2 separate regions of the Sus scrofa genome follow, and region 1 is linked to region 2. Evidence: chromatin contacts called from public HiChIP or PLAC-seq data. All regions are on one chromosome and are shown on one strand. Each heading gives the region's core, a stretch centred on a gene start, on an enhancer-like site or on the middle of the called end of the contact. The rest is flanking DNA. Distances are from core to core; before and after follow the strand shown. Region 1 holds the start of KYAT1 (kynurenine--oxoglutarate transaminase 1). Region 2 holds the start of WDR34 (WD repeat-containing protein 34).

Region 1 (7,760 bases), core at 3,856-6,355, 180 kb after region 2:
TGCTGGCCACAGCCACAGCCACAGCCACGCCAGATCCGAGCCGCGACTACAACCTACACCACAGCTCATGGCAACGCTGGATCCTTAACCCACTGAGCAAGGCTAGGGATCGAACCCGCAACCTCATGGTTCCTAGTTGGGTTCAGGGTTAACCACTGAGCCACGATGGGAACTCCCAGAGAATCCTTTCTGAAAGGAGACTAATGAGGGTTCCTGCCTCACGGGCTGTTATAAGACATCAGTGAGATAACACGTGAAAACCGCTTAGCGTGGGGCCGGGCAAGGAGGCCCCGTTCCACCATCATCACCATGTTGCTGTTATTTACTGAAATTTAGTCTGAGAAAAAGTGGGTGAGGCAGGCAGCTCTGGGGAAGCCACCCCACCTGGAGAGGGGAACAGAAACTCACCAGGAGACATTCCGGTGCAGCCTCGCAGGCAACCAGGATCTCGGGGTTCCCTGCTGCTGGTGCCCTGGGGTCAGTACCCTCCCCCCCACATGCCTCCATCCGTCCGGGCAGCTATTGGCCACCTTCTTGGCCAGAAGACACTGTGACTAGTCAACAGCAGGTGGCTGACCCCTAGGGACACGTCTCAGTGACCAATACTCTGGCAGCTGATGTCAGCTGTACCTCCCGCTGGATACAACCTGCGTTGAGTAAAGTCCAAAGGCTCCTTGGCCTGGCCTTTGGAGCTGGCCTGAATCCATGCCCTGTGGCTGCCGTGTTCTCTCCTCTTCCAAACACACCCATCCCTTGGAGGGGGTTTTTCGTCTTTTTTTATTTTTGGCTTTTTAGGGCTGCACCCACGGCATATGGAGGTTCCCAAGCTAGGGGTCGAATCGGAGCTGCAGCCACTGGCCTCCACCGCTGCCACTGCAACCCCAGATCTGAGCTGTGTCTGTGACCTACTCTGTGGCTTGTGGCAACGCCGGATCCTTAAGCCACTGAGCGGGGCCAGGGATCAAACCTGTAACCTCACGGTTCCTAGTCAGATTCGTTTCCGCTGCGCCACAACAGGAACTCCAATCCTTTGCTTTTGACTAGACGTTGTCCATCTCTGCTCAAGCTGTGCTCTGCCTGGCAGTGCCCTCCAATCCCATCCCCCGGCAGGGCTGAGCCCTGGCTTGGCCTCTTCTCTGAAGCCTTCTGTGTTTGGCCTGCACCCTTCTCTGCACTCAGAGCACCTACGATGCGCCTGGTCTCTGCGCGGAACCCTTTCATCTTCACAGGAAGCCTCCAGGAAGGTGTCACCGTCCCTATTTTGCTCCAGAGGAGAATGAATAAAGCTCACTCAGCTGAGAGCTGGGATTCAAATCCTGGTTTGCCTGTTTCCAGAGTCCAAACCCTTCCTCTCGAAATCCTTCTTTCAGGAGGTGGGTGCTGCTGCCTCTATCAGCTCCGCTGCCCGCAGGAGACCATCAGCCTTTTCCGACAGGAGCCACACCTTATCCAGCTGCCACCCTGCCTGGTGGCTTGCAAGGACAAGCAAGAGGATTTTGGCTCTGCAGCCTGGCCCCCCATCACCTCAGCCAGTTCTGTGTGGTAAGGATACTAGGTGTTACTAGGCGCATTTGGAGTTCCCTGGTGGCATAGCCAGCTAAGGATCCAGCATTGTCACTGCTGTGGCTCCGGTCGCTGCTGTGGCACAGGTTCGATCCCTGGCCCAAGAACTTCCACATGCTGTGGGTGCAGGCAAACAGAATTAAAAAAAAAAAAATAGAGGCACACTTGGTATTTGGCTTGAGTCAGTTTTTCTTTCTTTTCTGGCTGTGCCTGCAGTACTCAGAAGTTCAGGGCCAAGGTTCAAACTTGCTCCACAGATGCTTAACCCGCTGAGCCACCAGGGAACTCTCCTGAGTCAGTTCTTTACTGGGCAGGTCTATATGGTGCTGGAAAGATGCTGTAGGTGCCCCCCCCCACTTACTGAGAAAACACAATCCATGGCACTTTTAGAATAGGAGCCTAGGGAGGGCGGACCAGGTAAGACCAGTCTGTTACGCCAGCAGCCACAGATGATGAAAGCCTGGATTTATAACTTAGATAAAACGTCCCAGTTCCACTCTGAACTAGCGACAGGACCTTGGTTGTGTCATACCAGGCTCAGCTTTCTCATCTGTACAATGGGGACAATAATAATGCAATCACCCCCCCAAAAGCATTTAGCACAGATCCTGGCCCACTTAATCTTTCAGTGACAATAAGCTATTAACATGGAAACCTCTAAAGCTTTCCATAAAAATCAGTTAACCAAACAGAACAAAAAAATCTCTCGCAGATAATGAATCCTGATTTTTTTGTCTGTTTCTTTGGGATCTAAAAACACAGACTCCCTGTAGGACAAGTGTCTGGTGAAAACTTGTCAAATCTGGAAGTTGTCTTGTGGCTCAGAGGGTTAAGGATCTGGTGTTGTCACTGCAGTGGCTTGGGTTGTTGCTGTGGCGTGGGTTCGATCCCTGGACCAGGAACTTTCACATGCTGAGAGCTTGGGCAAAAAGCCCCAACACTTGTCCAGTCAATGGTTCTCCCCTAAGGGAGGTGACAGCCTGTCTGAGGAACTATAACAAGTTCACTGACTTACACATAGTTCCTCTTGGCTTTCAAACTGGCAAAGGAGAAATGGCTTCTGGAGCCCAGGGCACAGGTTTGGTGGGTAGGGATCTCAAATGAGATTCCAGTAGGCAGCCCACTCCTTCCTCCTCCTGGCATGGGATCAAGCTCCAAAATCAAAATCTCACTCTGTAGGGCAGTTTTACACATGGCAGAAAAAAGTAATGAATGCATCTAGGTTTCATGCCAGGATGAGAGAGAGTCCTGTCAGTTTTACAGATGGAGGAACTGAGTCTCAGATGGGGAAAGGACTTACCCCAAAATCCAAGGCCTAGGAAAGCAGAGAAGGGCCCCCAGCTGTGAAGCCAAAGCTTGTACCACTCTCTGGTACAAGAATGAGGGAGTGAGATGAGCATTTGGGAAATATTTCAGGAAGCTGGCAGTGCCATCTGGGAGTGGGATGTGGCCCCACGTCTGTTAGGTCAGGAGTGACTTTGGCCTCCTGGCTACAGAAATGGGGGGATCACACTCAGCTAGATGTCCCAGCACACAGGCAATCTGATAACCCTGGGACTTTGCCATATTGACACCTTTGCTCCATGGGCAGAGTGTCTGCGTCAGCAAGCTGGATGCCACTCTAGGGGCCAAAGGAATGGGAGGGGGACATCAGAGGGAAAGATTTCTCATTGCTAACTCTCTGTTATTTATTTATAACATGCAGAAGTACCCAGCATGCAGAAGTACCCAGGCCAGGGAGTTCCTGCTGTGGCTCAGAGGGTTAAAATGTGACTAGTATCCATGAGGAGGTGGGTTCCATCGCTGGCCTCTCTCTGTGGGTTAAGGATCCGGCATGGCCGTGAGTTGTGGCGTAAGTTGCAGAGGTGGCTGGGATCTGGCATGGCTGTGGCTGTGGTTAGGCTGGCAGCTGCAGCTCTGATTCAACCCCTAGCCTGGGAACCTCCATATGCTGCAAGAGTGCTCCCCCCTCCCCGCAAAAAAAGAAGTTCCCAGGCCAGGGATCAAACCCAAGCCACAGCAGTAACCAGAGCCACAGGAATGATAACACCAGATCCTTAACCTGCTGTGTCACCAGAGAGCTCCTGGGCAACTTTAAAAAAAATTGAAGTATAGTTGATTTACAATGTTGTGGTGGGCAACTTTCTTCACTTCTCTGCACTTACTGATCTGTAAAATGGGGCTAATTGGCATGTAAAGCAGGCCAGGTGGGAGCACTCAGCGTCAGTCATTGTAGTTAGTTCTACAGGAGGGGACATGGAGGCTCTGGGAGGTATGTGCCTGGTCCAGAGTCTCAAGGCTGGAAGAAGCAAGTCTTGGGCTCCAGATTGGGTTCTGGGCTCCAAAGCGCGCTTCTCTTCATTCTACACTATGGTTGTCTCCTGACCATTCCAGCCAATAAACAGTTACTGGATTCTGCTGTGTGTCAGGTTCCAAGTGAATTGTGTGGTTGATAACAAAACAAAAACAAACAAACAAACAAAAAGGCTTCTCAAGAGGGGGATAAGCAAGAATGATGGCATTAGTGTAAACTCCTCCAGGGCTCAAATTCCAGCTTTTTCATTTCCTGGCTATGCGACATTACTAAGGTCCCTAATTTCTCAGCCTGGTTCCTCCCGTAATGGGGAAATACAAGACCTTCCAGCAGGAGAGCTGAAAGCACGCACCTGTCAGCCCTAGATAAACCAGAACCGGTCATTATTCTCATCTTCCCACTTTATTTTTAACCAACCTGTGCACTCGGTAGTAAATTCTTCCCCCATGTCCAGATCCCCAGGATCCCGGTTCTCCTGTTCGAGGCCACCCCAGTGAACAACTTCTCTCGCATTTATTTGACAAGGCGGCTGGTTCACACACCCGCAGACACCCGTACCCCTCCCCACAACACGTTCTTTCAAAACAATCGGTAGTATGATTAACGCTGTTCTTTTCGCTCCTTCCTTTTCCCATCTAAGTTATCTTGGAAGTCGTCCCATATTAGTGCGTATTGAACATTTTTCTTTTTAGTGGAGGCACTGTCTTTCAATGTACGGATTCTGTCTTAACGTGGTTGCCGTTACTATTATCAATCTGGATACTCCGAGGGCTCGGGATCCATAGAGCTGGAGTCCGGCACCCCGTTCCAGACCCGGCTCTGCTCAGATTTCGTCCAGTTGCATTGGGTTCTCTCTTCCCCACCGACTGCTGGGGGTGGGGGAGTGGGGGATGGGGGTGCAGAGAGGATCAGCCCGGAAGGTCCCTGTGTCCGAGTGCGGGTCAGCGAGAAGCGCGCGCAACGGCTCCCGGCTGGGTCAACCTTTCAGCGCAAACGAAGCGAGGGGTCTGGCACAATCGAGCTCGGAACCAGTTACCAGGCCCTCCCGCCACGCCACCTGACTTCGGGGCAGCAACGCTCAGGCAGCAGCTACTCACCCCCGCCTCGGCCGCTTCACCCTTCGTCCCCAAGCCGGCAAGGTTACAGCAGTCCCTGTCCCTTTAAGGGGGCCGAACCCCGGCTCCGCTACTTCCGCCCCAAAGCAACATGGCGCCAGCAGGGAGAGGAGGAGGAGGTGAAGGCTTGGAGACTGCGCCCCTCAAAAAGATGGCAACACCCTGGCCGCCGCGTTCGCGCCCGACGGTGACGTCACTTCCGGGGCGGAGGAGGCTGAGTGGTGCAGTGAGGGACAAACAAAAGGAGGCGCCGGAGGGGCGCTGCAGCCGGCGGCGGGACGGCGAGGCGGGGGCTCGGAGCTGCCGGCTGGGCGGCCGGGCGCGGCGGGCTCAGGTAAGAGAGTGGGGAGGGGAAGGGGGCACGAGCTGTCACCTCTCGAAATCCACTCCTATACGTCCCCGGCCAGCTGTCCGGCCCCGGGCGCCCTGGACAGGTCGGGTTCTGCCCGCCGGGGCCGGCTCCCTGGAGGCCTCCTGCCGCAGCTCAGTTCGGCCTTCCTCCGGGTTCCCCATCCCCGGGGTCGCTGGGGCCCCCACCCTCTCCGCGGTGCCGCGGCGCGCGAGCCCCCTCCCAGGCACCCCAGTGCCTCCTTGCGCTCTACATACCGGGAGTTTCCGCCTCGGCTCCCCCAGGTCCCCTTGTCATCCCCTGGGTTCCCCCAGATCCTCACCCCTCCACACACACATACCCCCTTCCTAGAGGTTCCACCTCTGGGATCTCTTCTTGGTAGTTTTTTTTTTTTTTTTCGTTTTCAAAAAAGCCCCTTCTCCTGGGCTTCTGACACCCCCCTCTTTCCTGGACCCCTCCCTCTCCTTGATCCGGCGGGAACTGTGCCCTGATCTGGGGCAGATCCCTGGCTAGGTTCTTGGGGGCTCTCTGGACTGAGATTCCTGGGAAACCTGGTCCAGGGTCCGAGGCTCTGGACCCTACAGATGTCCTGTGCATCCAGATGGGCGGGAGAGCCAGGTCTGATGAGGTCCAGGCTGGAGGTCCAGCAAAGTTGGCTCCCAAGGTGAAGGAGCTGAGCTGCCGGCATTTGAGGTTCATGATGATTCTGCTCCTTTTGTAGACTGCTTCTTTCCCCTGGTCTGGACTGGAGTGAACCAAGATTGAGCTGGTTCTTAGCTGATGCAACTGCTGCCTTTTTTGGGAAGAAGGAGTGGTGGTTGGGGGGTGTCTGGCAACCTCCTCCTGCTGGAGATTTGGCTGGAGAGGGGGGCAGCCCTTGGTGACCACACTCCTCCTTGATGGAGGCTTCCCTACCCCCCAGGAACCTTTTGAGGATGAAGAGGGAGAGAGCTTGATGAGGGAAGGGGAATTTGGATCTCAACTACAGAGGAAGGCTGGGACAGCTGAAAAGCTCCCAAAGGCCTCTCCCACCTTTTCCATTACGAGTGCTTTTTACCCCTGCCAAACTGTATCCTGCCCTCTGAGCAGACCGTCTGGCAGACAGACAGACTGGAGGCAGGAGGAGGAGGTCCGATGCTGTGATCCTTCCTGTGGAGGGACGGGGCAGTGGGAGTTTGTTCAGAGGAACTGGGCAGTGCCTGTGGCCCAGTCACACTGGCATTGCTTCCATGAAGGTCACGTTTTCTTCTGGCTCACAAGGGGAGGGAAGGACAGCTGACTGGTGCCAGAGGACTGGCTTTTGGAGAGGTGCTGGGGTAGGAATACTGACCGCTGCCTCCCTGTCTCCCAGTTTTAGCCATTCTTTGGGGTTAGCTTGAATGCCCCTCGCCTTCCAGGGGCTGTGGGCCACAGAGCAAGGGCCCGAGAAATGTTCATGACTTCCCCCAGATGCTCCATCCCCGGGACACACCTACTAGGAAGCCGTTTCCTCTGCACACTTTCAGTGGCCTTTCTGGACTGGGGTGGGGGTGGGGCGTGGGGTGGACTGCCCCTGTAGGTCAGGACTCAGGTCAGAACTCGGCCGGACCTTGGGTTGCTGCCTGGCTTGGTCTGGACCTCGCCTCTAGGAGGTGGAGGAAAAGAATCAGCCTGGTTCCTGACGCCCTCTCCCGAGAGTGGAGGTGATGGATTTTTCCAGGCTGATGGTCTGAGACCTCGTGGGGCGTCAGCTAGATTGGAGGTGGGGCCCTAAAGCCCAGCACAGCATCGTTCTGTCCCTTGACTCATTCATTCATTCCCTCAGCCATCCTTTGGTAAGGGCCTGGCCTGGGCCGGCAGTGGTACTAGGAGAACAGAGTCACTGGCCACGGTCTGGGAGGAGAGGCAGGCAGGAGAACGTTGATACAGCGGCCGGCATAACACTAGCAATGTTCCAGAGGCAGCCAGAGGACGAGGACTTAGCTGGGGTGAATACATAGGGGGAGGTCAGCTAGTGTTTCCTGCAAGAGGAAGGGTTAGGAGACTCCTCTGCCAGGGAGTCTAGAGGCCTGAGTTCTGGGCCCGCCTCTGTCCCGGACAAGTGACAGGACCTCTCAGCCTCCGGGTTGTGGGGGCGGGGGGGATCCCACTCCTTGCTGAGGGGGGTGGAGGTGGAGGCCGGCTCCCCTGGCTTCTGTTCCTCTATAGCCCCTGGCGCTTCACTGCCTAGCTGTCATCACCCTGTGCAGTATTGCCCCGTTGTTGACTGGCTCCCTGTGAGGCTGGGGACCGTCTCCTGCCTCTTTCCCCCAGCCTAGTGTCCACCATCAAGTAGCTGTGATACCTGCTCAGTGGTGTCAATGGCTGGAAGGCTCCACAGTCCCTTTGTGCAGCCGTGTCCATTCCCCCCCCAACCCCTTGCTCCCTTCCCGCTAATGCC
Region 2 (6,744 bases), core at 3,210-5,709:
TGTATCTTAACACAAAAAAAGAGAAAAGTGCACCCTACATTCTGACAGGATCAGAATGCACTTCAGAAAGGTAACTCTGGGAGTTCCTACCGTGGCTCAGCAGGTTAACAACCTGACTAGTATCCATGAGGATGTGGGTTAAGGACTGGGCACTGCCGTGAGCTATGGTGTAGGTCGCAGACAAAGCTCAGATCCCGTGCTGCTGTGGATGTGGCATAGGCTGGCAGCTGTAGCTCCGATTTGACATCTAGCCACCCCCCATATGCCGCAGGTTAGGTCCTAAAAAGAAAAAAGAAAAAAAAAAAAAAGAAGCCCTTCATCTCAAACAGCTGGACTAGCTGGCTGGCTGCTGAGATTCATAATCCCCACACCTTAACAGCATTGTATTGGGTTCTCAAACTGCTTTCTGATCAGCAATGTCCTTTGATCTCACAGGAAGTCCCCCCTCCCCAGATCTGAGCCGCAGCTGCAACAATGCAGGATCCTCCAATCCACTGGGCCAGGCCAGGGATTGAACCTTTGTCCTGGAGCTACAGAGTTGCTGCCAATCCCACTGTGCCACAGCAGGAGCTCCTACAAGAAGTATTTTAACAAGACCCACTTTATAGAAGAGATCACATGACTGGTTAAATAAAATGAAGTTATAAAAAATTTTTAAACACAAAAGGATATTCAAGGTGTATTAAGTGAAAAAAGTAGGTCTATAAAAGATTACGTATGGTGTGATTCCATTTTTGTAAAGAAGAAAAATAATGGGGAAGACAGACAAGAGAGATGAGGTCGGTATCAACCAAATGGCTGGGGAATCAGACTGTAGGGTGATTTTTATTTCTAGCTTTTGCTTATCCATATTTTTCCTAAATTTTGGATACAGACAACTTTTATAAAGAGAAAAAAAGGTAACCTGGAAAAAGCAATTTACCACTTCTGACTTCCGCAACTTTTTTTTTGGCTTTTTAGGGCCATACCTGTGGCATATGAGGTTCCCAGCCTGGGGGTCCAATCAGAGCTAGAGCTGCCGGCCTACGACACAGCCACAGCAACAGCAACACAGGATCTGAGCCGTGTCTGCAACCTACACCACAGCTCATGGTGATGCTGGATCCTTAACCCACTGAGCAGGGCCGGGGATCGAACCCGAATCCTCATGGATCCTAGTTGGGTTCATTACTTCTCAGCCACTAAGGGAACTCCTCCTGCAACAGTCTTACAATTTAATAAAGAATCTCCTTCAGAATTTCCCTCGTGGCACAATGCGTTAAGGATTCAGCATTCTTGTCACTGTGGTGCAGGCCAGAAGCACACTGTGGGCTAGATGCCTGCTCCAGGAACTTCCACACGCCACAGGTGTGGCCAAAAAAAAAAAAACCCCAAAAAAACTCCTTCAGGGAGTTCCCCTTGTGGCTCGGTGGAAACAAATCCTACTAATATCCATAAGGATGCAGGTTCGATCCCTGGCCTCGCTCAATGGGTTAAGGATCCAGAGTTGCTGAGCTGTGGTGGAGGTTGCAGACGCAGCTCGGATCCCATGTTGCTATAGCTGTGGTGTAGGACACCAGCTGCAGCTCCAATTCGACCCCTAGCCTGGGAACTTTCATATGCTGCAGGTATGGCCCCAAAAAGGAAAAAAACAACAACAACAAAAAAAACCTCCTTTAATAAGACAGAAGAGACTAATGGAAGTGAACCACCTCAGAGATGAAAACCTTTACACCTCAGGTATTAGAATTAGTTCTTCAAACCCTCACAGGTTAAAACTATAGCAGCTACAAGAAAATCAACAAACCAATCTCTTTGTTTAAAAAAAAAAAAAGGTAAAAGTTAGACTGAGACACTGGTTCACAACCTGGAGTCTTTTAAAGTCTAAATCTTTGGCAAGCAAGAGCTATTTCAAGAATTTTTTTTTTTAAGTCAGTGAATGTTAATTACACACTTACCTTCGATAAGGATGGGTAGCTATAACTAAAGTATCCACTCCCTTTGCTTTTTTTTTTTTTTGTCTTTTTGCCATTTCTAGGGGCGCTCCCACAGCATATGGAGGTTCCCAGGCTAGGGGTTGAATCAGAGCTGTAGCTGTCAGCCTACACCACAGCCACAGCAACTCGGGATCCAAGCCGAGTCTGCAACCTACACCATAGCTCATGGCAACGCCGGATCCTTAACCCACTGAGCAAGGCCAGGGATTGAACCTGCAACCTCATGGTTCCTAGTCGGATTCGTTAACCACCCAGCAACGACAGGAATTCCCACTCCTTATGCTTTTAACCAGAACCATTCCTATGCAGCAGAGTAACGTGGGAAGTACTCTGAAGCTAGATCAAATCTGGTTTGAGAACTGCGAAATGTTGGCTTGAGGCAAATCCTCAAGAGTAGGACTTCAGGAGTTCCCACAGTAGCACAGTGCACTAAGGTTCCAACTGCAGGGAGTTCTCTTCATGGCTCAGTAGTAACGAACCCACTCCACTAGTAACCATGAGGACGAGGGTTCAATCGATGGCCTTGCTCAGTGGGTTAAGGACCCGGTATTGCCGTGAGCTGTGGTGTAGGTCACAGACGCGGCTCTGATCCCGAGTTGCTGCGGCTGTGGTGTAGGCCAGCAGCTGCAGCTCCTATTCGATCCCTAGCCTAGCAACTTCCATCTGCCACAGGTGCAGCCCTAAAACACAATCTGAATGCAGCAGCTCCAATTGCTTCGAGGGGGTTAAAGGATCTAGTGATGCTGCAGCTGCCGCTCAGATTCAATCCCTGATGAGGGAACTTCCTTATGCCATGGGTTCAGCCATGAAAAAAAAAAGAAAAAAGAGAGTAGACTTCGTGGAAATGTCACTGGCGTTGCTGAGGATGTAGGCTCTGCAGGTTCAAACACCTGTGTGGCAAGTGAACCCTGTTTCCTCTTCTGGGAAATATGCAGCCCCCCTGTAACGCTCATTTTTACTGAGGAAAAGCCAACATCCTTACAATGATCTGCAAGGTCCTACACCTGACCTGCCTCTCCTTACCCTCTCTGACCTCACCTGGGGCCATTCTCCTTCCTCTCCAGCCCCATCCGCCTCCTCACGCATCAGATGTGCTCCAACCCCAGGGCCTTTGCACCTGAAGTTGGCTCTGCCTGGAGGGTTCTAACTCAGGTATCCACTTGGCTAAATCTCTCGCTCCTCCAAATTGTTGTTGAAACATCACCCTCTCAGGGAGGCCCGCCCTGCAGCCCACCCTCAAATCCCCAACCCGGTCTTTCTAATCCCGCACCCTTTTCCCTTTGTCCATGGCACTACTGCCTCTAACACACGCTGCAATTTATTTATAACGGACATTGTTTATTTTCTGTCCCCTGCAAAACTACGGCTCCAGGACGGAGCTCCAGCACTGTCGACTGATGAATCATCAGCGCCAGAACAAGTCTCTCCACACCTACAAAACCTACACCCAGACCCCTCAGAAGCCCTGCCCTCATCTCAGACAATCTCGTCTGTGTGCTTTGGGTCCAACTACGTACTCGAAAGCCGGCGTATCTCGACCTTAAGATGCAGCTCGGGCATTTTACTAAGTGAAAGTCAGTCTGAAATGCCTAAAAACTGCAGTTCACACAAAGACCTCCACAAAGTGGGGTCTTTAGAGGTTTTTAAAGAAAAACCCTTTCTGTTGGTAGTCAAAGACTGGGGAAATTGGGACAGAGCATCCCAAGAGTTAGTTTCTGTGCATTAAAATGTAAAAATTAAACGGTGGGACCCGAGAACCTGGCCTGGTGGCCGCGCGCCATCCCTCACCCTCCCGCCCGCGTCCCCCCGAGCGGAGCCCGCGCCCTCACCGTCTCCCCGCGGATGCCCTGGACGGTCCTCCACTGCGAAGGCACCGACGCTACGCCCAGGGTCTCGTCCTGCAGCGGCCCGGGCCGCTCGGGCCCCTCGGGACTCGCAATCCCGCGGGTCGCCAGCGCCTCAGCACCCGCCCTTCCCGCCGGGAAGAGTTGCCCTCTCAGCGCGCAGGTTGCCATGGAGACGGCCCCGCCTCCTTACGCCGGCGCACTCCGCCGCGACCTTCGTCCCTGCGCCTCCAGAGCGGAAGACTGAGGAGATGAGGCTATCGGCGCCATTTTTGAATTTGTCAGAGCGCCTCCTTCCAAGACCCGAGAAGAAAAGATAAATGACTCTTTTCCGACGATGCGACAAGCAGTACTACTTTTGCATTCTCCAACTCCAGAGGGAGCACGCTTAGGGCATGCGCAGCTGCTCTGGAGAAGGGGGACGGGAAGTGCGGATGCAGGGCGCAAGTGCCAGCTTCAAAGATGGCGCTGGGCGGCCAGGCGCAGAGACGAGGGCGGGAGTCTGCGGCCGCGGCGGGCTGGAGAGTTGCGGACTTAGAGGTGCAGTGCTGGCAGTGCAGCCGGATGCTCCAGCAGAGCCCTACGACCCCATGGCTCCAGTTGGCGGCCACCTCAAAGCCAAGTGGTCTCCCTCTTACCATTTTCTGCCTCAATAAAATGGCGATTTTAAATGTCCACATGTAGATCCAGAGTGTGGTTGCGTAGTTGAAAGGCCCAGATGAGGTCGGATATAGAAAAATGCTTAAGCCAAAATTAAAGACCCGAACAACTACCCCATTATTGAGTGTTTATCATGTAGCAGGTCGAGTCCACAGTTTTCTGTATGTTGATCCTAATAACTCCTCAAACTAACTCTATGAAGAATCAGCTGTTACATGTCCCATGAGGGTGGTTGATGGTCAGAAAAGTAACTGCTCCAGATCAGCTACATCGTATTTGCCCAAGATCTCGGGGGCAGCTGCTTGGCCCAAGGCCCTATTCTGAGACTCCTAGCAAGAGTCCTCCGGCCAGGTCCTCTGGGCCACTTTCCTCCTATCCCTAAACTCTCAGAGGGTTGTAAATCTGCCCAATCAGAGGCCCCTCTGCACCACTTCAGCACTGAGTTCTCATCAGGACCTTTTTCCAGCCAAGGCCTTGAGGACTGATTAGATTAGGGATGGGGGGGCAGTGGGAGAGGAGGCATGGAACGCAACAGGAATTTCTTCCTAAAAATAAAATGGAACCAGATAGAATTCTCCTTGTGAGGCCCTCTTAACAGAAAAATTTGCAAACACCACCAAGAATTCCAAAAATCATACTCAGAAAAGAAGTTCAAGGCTGTAGGAGTCAGAATGCCTGGATTTGAAGCCTGACCAGTGCTTTGTCCCTTTAATAGACTTGGTACCTCTTTGGGCCTTGGTTTCCTAGACATAAAATGAGACTGCAAAAGGCTAAGGCCAGTAGGACCTGCTTTACCTGATAAAGGAAGGAGAATATTTCAAGAAGAGAAGGATAGTCCCAGGTATTCAGTGCCCCAAACAATTTCAGTAGAGTTGTGGGAACAAAAGCCAGCCTGCAGAGGGTTTAGGAGGAAGTAGAGAAAGTAATGGATATTATTAGGAAGCTCAACACAGGAAGTAAGTATGAGTGAAAATAGGCAAAATCTAACAAACTGGACTGTAATTTGACATTAAAGTGAGCCTCCTCTTTAATCTAGAAATCTTACTTCTGGGAATTTTTCCTGAATCAACAATAACAGCTTCAGGAGTTCCCATCATGGCACAGTGGTTAATGAATCCAACTAGGAACCATGAGGTTGTGGGTTCGAGCCCTGGCCTTGCTCAGTGGGTGAAGGATCTGGTGTTATCATTAGCTGTGGTGTGGGTTGCAGACACGGCTCAGATCCGGCGTTGCTGTGGCTCTGGTGTAGGCCAGTGGCTACAGCTCCAATTAGACCCCTAGCCTGGGAACCTCCATGTGCCACAGGAACAGCCCTAGAAAAGGCAAAAAGACAAAAAATAATAATAGTAATAATAAAATAAAAACAATTACAGATTTGCACAGACATTGAGACCCAAGGATATTCAGCAATTATTCATTTACAGTAGTATTACTATGATAACAGCAAGATTCTGCAGTCAGCCTAAATTTCTAAGCAAAGTCATGGCACACAACAGGTGTTCACTAAATATTTGAGAAAGAATGGACACTGAGCCTTTGGTTGAGTTTTTCTAATACATGGTATTAGAATCTCAGGTGGCCATTAAGAGTGTTGTTACACTGCTCTTTAAATGTGGCAAAATGTTTGCAGCATAGTAAAGCTTTTATAAAATCCAATTTATGTACATTGCATCTTATCCTATTTTTATAACAATATATGTATCTTTTTCCTTTTTTATTTTTATTTTTTGGCTGGGCCTGTGGCATGTAAGCAAAAGTTCCCAGGGCCACGGATCAAACCCCACCACAGCAGTGACAACGCTGGATCTTTAACCTGCTAGGCCACCGTGGTACTCCACAATATATATTTCTAACAAAACCCAGAGGCATGGATCCAAATATGGATAACAGCTGCTCCTGGGTAATTTAGGTTTTTATTTTTCTCTCTTTGTAGGGTTCAAGTCTTATTGTGGTTTATTTGTGATTAGAAAGGAGGGAATGAAAGAACAAAGGTTTGCTGTGTCAAGTATTACACAGGACAGCTGGGGAAACGTTTCCAGGGTGGGAGAGTCTTGAGCAGGCACTTGTGCCAGAAAGGAGGAGGCTGGAAGGGGAGCAAGGCTCACTGGAGGAGGAAGAGGAGGAGAAGCAGAAGCAATTGGACAGGAAGTGGCCCTGTGGTGCTTGGGCAGGGGTGGGGGTGGGAGGCTCTTTCTCCCATTCTGAAGCTGCAGGCACTCTGGCCATTCCTTTACCCTGACAGCAAATCAAACTCCTCCGCCAGA

The links. HiChIP or PLAC-seq counts read pairs in DNA pulled down with a chosen protein or histone mark.
Region 1: a contact with region 2 is called in an H3K27ac HiChIP or PLAC-seq map of alveolar macrophages. The contact joins the promoter of KYAT1 here to the promoter of WDR34 in region 2. A contact is called at or near these places in 4 of 47 Hi-C or Micro-C datasets (heart right ventricle, liver, mesenteric adipose tissue and 1 more) and 2 of 2 datasets of contacts at active chromatin or transcription factors (alveolar macrophages and skeletal muscle).

What each region holds. Positions count from the first base shown.
Region 1 is chr1:269,204,448-269,212,207 of Sscrofa11.1, forward strand. KYAT1 (kynurenine--oxoglutarate transaminase 1) reads right to left here and starts at 5,106. Exons shown (of 13, transcript XR_002337758.1): 1 at 4,975-5,106. LRRC8A (volume-regulated anion channel subunit LRRC8A) reads left to right here and starts at 5,213. Exons shown (of 4, transcript XM_001928850.6): 1 at 5,213-5,326.
Region 2 is chr1:269,026,519-269,033,262 of Sscrofa11.1, forward strand. It overlaps WDR34 (WD repeat-containing protein 34), which reads right to left and starts at 4,460. Exons shown (of 9, transcript XM_005660487.3): 1 at 3,806-4,460. The coding sequence starts at 3,991.